2 separate regions of the Gossypium hirsutum genome follow, and region 1 is linked to region 2. A link is a contact called in public Hi-C data. All regions are on one chromosome and are shown on one strand. The core of a region is the stretch at or near the end of the contact, and the rest is flanking DNA. Distances in the headings are between cores, read along the strand shown.

What was found. Hi-C and Micro-C count contacts between places; a contact is called where the count stands out from the background.
Region 1: a contact with region 2 is called in a Hi-C map of leaf, with 2.0 times the contacts expected there. The contact joins the promoter of LOC107896921 here to the promoter of LOC121208305 in region 2. A contact is called at or near these places in 6 of 34 Hi-C or Micro-C datasets (anther, callus, hypocotyl and 1 more).

What each region holds. Positions count from the first base shown.
Region 1 is chrA10:79,894,446-79,897,264 of Gossypium_hirsutum_v2.1, forward strand. It overlaps LOC107896921 (60S ribosomal protein L38), which reads left to right and starts at 1,486. Exons shown (of 3, transcript XM_016822232.2): 1 at 1,486-1,725; 2 at 2,500-2,683; 3 at 2,802-2,819. The coding sequence starts at 1,723.
Region 2 is chrA10:79,510,355-79,513,054 of Gossypium_hirsutum_v2.1, forward strand. It overlaps LOC121208305, which reads right to left and starts at 1,347. Exons shown (of 3, transcript XM_041078857.1): 1 at 1,330-1,347; 2 at 1,160-1,248; 3 at 552-1,068. The coding sequence starts at 1,347. The coding sequence ends at 552. LOC107896925 (a long non-coding RNA gene) reads left to right here and starts at 787. Exons shown (of 5, transcript XR_005903256.1): 1 at 787-1,068; 2 at 1,167-1,248; 3 at 1,330-1,691; 4 at 1,837-1,904.

The DNA.
Region 1 (2,819 bases), core at 236-2,735, 380 kb after region 2:
AAACAAATTTTGAGGGATACGCTGTACAAATGACTTGCTATATTTTGAATAATGTGCCAACTAAGGCAGCATAAAAAACCTCATACAAATTGTGACATGACAGGAAGTCGAATCTTAATCATTTTAAGATTTGGGAATGCTCGACCCACGTATTGGATAAAGATGCGAGGAAGTTAAGCTTAAGGACAAAATTGTGCATGTTTGTAGGATATCCAAAGGGAACAAATGGTGGTTTGTTTTATAACCTAAAAGAGCAAACTATTATAGCCTCAACATATGACGAAGTGATACAGAATGTTGATTCCAAGCTCTGGGAAATAGCTATAAAAGCTAAGATGGACCTAATGTATTCCAACTCAATGTGGGAACCTGTAAACTTACCGAAATGGATAAAACCCATAGGGTGTAAGTAGATCTACAAAAAGAAAAGAAACGCGGATGAAAAAGTAGAAACTTATAAGGCCAAATTTGTAGCAAAAGGTTATACTAAAAAATAAAACATTGATTACGAAGAAACCTTCTCTCCGATTGCCATACTCAAGTTAATCTGTATATTACTATTCATTGTGACGGCTCTTGATTACGAGATCTAGCAAATGGATGTCAAGACAATATTTTTAAATGGCTATCTTGAGAGAGCATCTACATGATGCAACCCACCAGATATATAATTAAAGGAAACAAGTATAAAGTTTGCAAACTATTTAGACCCGTATATGGACTTAAGCAAGTGTCCTACTCATAAAATCAAAGATTTGATCAAGTGATCAAGACTTTTGTATTTGAGCAAAATGTAGATACACCTTATGTTTATAAATGTTTAAGGGATGAAAATGTGGTCTTTCTCGTTTTATATGATGATATTCTACTCATTGAGAATGATGTAGGGACATTGTCATTGGTTAAACTATAGTTAACCCAACAGTTTAGCATGAAGGGCTTTGGAGAAGTTAATTTCATTCTAGGTATTAGAATCCTAAAGGATCGAAAGAACAAAGTGATACCATTGTCTCAGGCTTCATACATAGATAAGATATTGGAGCATTATTTAATGAGAGATTCGAGGAAAGGAAACCAACCTTCTGTATCATGATTTCATCTCTCTTTAGAGGATTGTCCTAAGACAGCGAAAGAAAAAGAGAACATGAGAAAGGTTCGTAAAAAAAACTTAAACAAAGAAAAGTAAAAAAAAAAATGTTTTTAATGTAATGTTTATTATTATGTTTTCAATTTATAGTTGTTATTATGTTTTTTTTAATTAAGGAAAAAATTATCATGGATTTTTTTTTATATTTTAAACTTATTTTTTTAAAAAATGTATAATTCGATTAACCACTTAAATTAATTAAAATTAATCCTGTGATTAAAAATTTTAAAATTTCAATTAAATTCACGGTGTGTATCTTTTGCCAATCCATATTCAATATTGATTCGATTGAATGTTGAATTTTTAGTATAAAGGGCCTCTTGGCCCATAATAAGGTCATTTCTGTTACGCAAAAGATCCCGTCCAAGTCCAGCAGCAGGATAGGAGATTCGGACTCTTAATAATAAAACCACTTAAACAAGGGTAAAACGGGTAACAAAGTAAACTATTTTTAGGGTTTTCCTTCAACGCCTCCATATAATCAAATAACGAAGAAACACAAGGTTGGACTGCGAGCTTTGATTTTTAGGTGTTCCTGCAGAGTGAGGAAGCTCCCCTGAAAGCTTCAGTTGAAAATGGTAAAATAAAGTCTCTTTCCCTCTCCATTTATTTCATTAGATCTCCGAGTCTGATTTTTTTTTCATGGTCAATGCCTCTTTCTTAATGATGATTATTTGTTCTTCAGATCCTCTTTTACCGGTAATCGTTTCATTTTTTTTTCTGTTGTTGGCTTGCTTTTCTTTTTTTTTTTCGTTTATGTTCTTAGTGAAGATGGGTTGAAATTTCAATTGGTTTAAAAGATTTTGAGAAATAGTTTGGGTTCTGTATTTTAGGAGACATTTGAAATATGTGAGCTTTGCCTTAGATTATAGTTTTACGGATTGTGAAACTTTGGTAAATGGTTGTGCATTCAATGTATGTATTTTCTCGTTTTGTTTCATTGGAATATTTGCAATGAGGTACTTTGCCCTTGGTCTGCTTGAAAATATTGCTATTAATTGCATTGAGTTGATGAGTTTTTTATTTCTTTCTTTTTTGGTATCTTTTGATTTCAGTGTCAACTTGAGTCGTGAGATGAACTCATTTAATGGTAGGCTGGTCTGGTCTGATAAATGATTGTTTAAAAGTTTGAACTAATTTGCTGCTTAACAAACTAAGCTGAAATATTTGGAATGTTGGAATGTTTGGTTAGCATGAATGTCCAGTTTTTATTTATTTATTTCCAGTAGTCCTAGTTTGTGTTTTCCTTGTGCTCGAGCAGTTAACTGACCTGTCGATGATGATCTTTAGGCTTTTAATATCATGTTTTCTGGTTCTGCTTTATTTCCTAAGATTTGTATTCTGATGGACAGCCTAAGCAAATTCATGAGATCAAGGACTTCCTTCTCACTGCTAGAAGGAAAGATGCTCGCTCTGTAAAAATCAAGAAAAGCAGAGATGTTGTCAAGTTCAAGGTCCGCTGCTCCAAGTACTTGTACACCCTTTGCGTGTCTGATGCTGAGAAGGCTGACAAGTTGAAGCAGTCTCTTCCTCCAGGTAATTCATGATGAAGGAGCCGCTTTTACATTCTTGTTTTTATTGAACCTATGTCCATATTTGAAATTACTTTCCCGTTACTTATATGTCTTTACCGTCACTGTTTTCATGTTTGCAGGTTTGAGCGTCCAAGACC
Region 2 (2,700 bases), core at 97-2,596:
CAATATGAAATAATAATTTTAAAAATAAATAAACAAGAAATAAAGATTTGTTCATCCAATTAGAATAATCAATAGTATGTAAAATGAACATAAGACAATAAATTAGAGATTTATAGCTTTTAAAGGTATTCAACATTCTAAATCACAATTTAAGTCATCATTGTTCCAACCTTTTTAAAAATTAAGAAATTCATTTATTAAAATAAAAAATTTACGTCCAATCATTTTTTTTGAATAAAAATAGACTAGACATTAATTTAAATTAAACAATAACAGAAGTTCGATGCTAAGACATGGGCCTACTGGGTATACCCCCAACCGGTCCATTAAAGAAAAATAAAAGAAAAACAAAAACTAGTGGAAAGCAGAATACTTAAAGCTACGAAAATAGGAAACCTAGGGTAATAATTACTAGTCGAATAAGATTGCAGCTGGACACCATTTACAAATCGTCCTTTCATTTCCAAAAAACCCATCTACTGCATTTGATAGCTTTTCAGTTTTTTCCATAGTATGCTATCCAATCCTCTTCATATTTCACAAAGCCATTCTCAATCTGGGAGCCTACTCCATCTTCCCTCCGAACACACATAAATATGGTGTAGTGCCTCTCCTTCCAGGTGTGTTTCTTCTCCCCTTCTTAGCACTTCTTCTGCAATTTTATGAGCCAAGATGTTCTCGATTCTATTGATAAATTGGAACCTGATTTCTTGAAAAAACTCCGACTTTTTTTGAATATCACTGATGATTGCTCCTATAACTGACTTATCTTGCATCGATGTTTGACATTTCTTTATGATGGTTCGTGAATCCCCCTTTACCGTAACTGAGTGTATACCCATGGAAAGTCCAAGATTAATCGAGTGAAGACCTGCATAAGCTTCTGCTGCAAAAGAAGTTGAAACATTTGAATTTAAGACCGTCTTCGTAGCAAGAATTACTCCCATCTGATCCCGAACCACCAGGCTTGCCATCGATTTGAAATCCCTTCGGTTAAAAGCAGCATCAAAGTGAATCGTCATCCCAGAACTCGTATCGCTCTGAATGGCCCTCGTAGCTGTAAATAAGGTACTCCTTTTTTCTGCCAGACCATCAATCTCAGCCAAATACCTTTGAAATTTTGATGCTATCTCTCTTCCTGACTCAACTTTTCTTTCATGCATGAGCTTGTTTCTTGACCCCCACAGGACCCATATGCCACAGCAAAGCAATCGACCTTGTTTGGGAGTGCTCTTTTGGAACATCCAAGTAAGCCAGTCCCAGAACCTCTGAACCAAAAATTTATTAACCAAAGAAGATCTAACATTTGCCAAACTTCAATTGCTACAGGACAATACCGAAAGACATGAGATAAATCTTCCTCCCCAGATCTACATCGAGAACAAACAGCAGTGTCGACTACTCGTTTAGATCGTAAATTAACTAGAGTAGGCATATAGTTCCATGATGATCTCAAAACTGTAATAGTAATCTTTGAGGGTAACTGTAAATTCGAGAGGTTTTTGTAGAAATTTTTTAAATCGGTCTGTAATAATAAGTTGTTAGGATTCGAGCTAGTGCTTTGTAATAGTTTGTAGGCACTTCTGACCGAAAACTCACTAGAAATCTCACCCTTCTACACCTGAAAATCAACTCCTAGGAGTTTCGCCAGAGGGATTTGCAAAATCTTTTGGGCAGTATCTACTGGGAAGGTACTTAGTACTAGTTCAGACTTCCACATATTATTTGTTGCATCAATTATATCTGAAACTAATTGGACTTCATTGTTGTTTTCGTGACTCCTAACAACCGTATCAATTCTTGGTATCCACTAATCATTCCACACTGAGATTCCAGTTCCCCGTCCAACTCTCCAACTCAGCCCACTTCGTAACAATCCTTTTACAGCCCAGACACTCTTCCAGGTAAGTGATGGGGAGTTACCCAACTGTGTATTAAAACTTGGCTTTAAGAACTTTTGCTAGTAAGAAATTTGGATAATTAATGAGGCGCCACCCTTGCTTAGCTAACATAGCGATATTAAACTGGCTAATATTTCGAAACCCAAGACCTTCATTTTCCTTCAAAGTACAAAGGTTCCTCCATGCAGACCAGTGTATACCCCTTCTTCCATGGCCCTTTTGCCACCAAAACTTGGAAATAATATTCTTAATCTCACCACACAATATCTTGGGAAAAAGGAAACAGGCCATTGAGTAAGTTGGGATGGCTTGGAGTATGGCCTTAATAAATACTTCTTTCCCTCATTGTGATAAATGTCTTGTACCCCATTGATCAATGCGCTGCTTGATTCGATCCTTTAAAATTTGAAACGACTCCCTTTTCTTCCTGCCTACCATGTTAGGTAATCCTAGGTAACGCTTTGGGTCACTCGAGCTTCGTACTCCCAATATATTACCCACCACTCTTCTATCAACATCAGGCGTATTCTTGCTAAAAAAGGCAACTGATTTGTCGAAATTAATGCATTGTCCTTAACACATTCTGTACTTTCTAAGGATTTCTTTTAAGATATTAGCTCCTCTACTCGTTGCTTTACTAAATAAAATACAGTCATCAGCGAAGAGTAAGTGTGACACCTGCGGTCCACTCCGACTGGCTTTTACTCATTTCAACAATCCTTCACGCATTGCACGATTTATTAGACAAGATAAGCCTTCCCCACATATAAGGAACATAAAAGGACTGAGTGGATCCCCT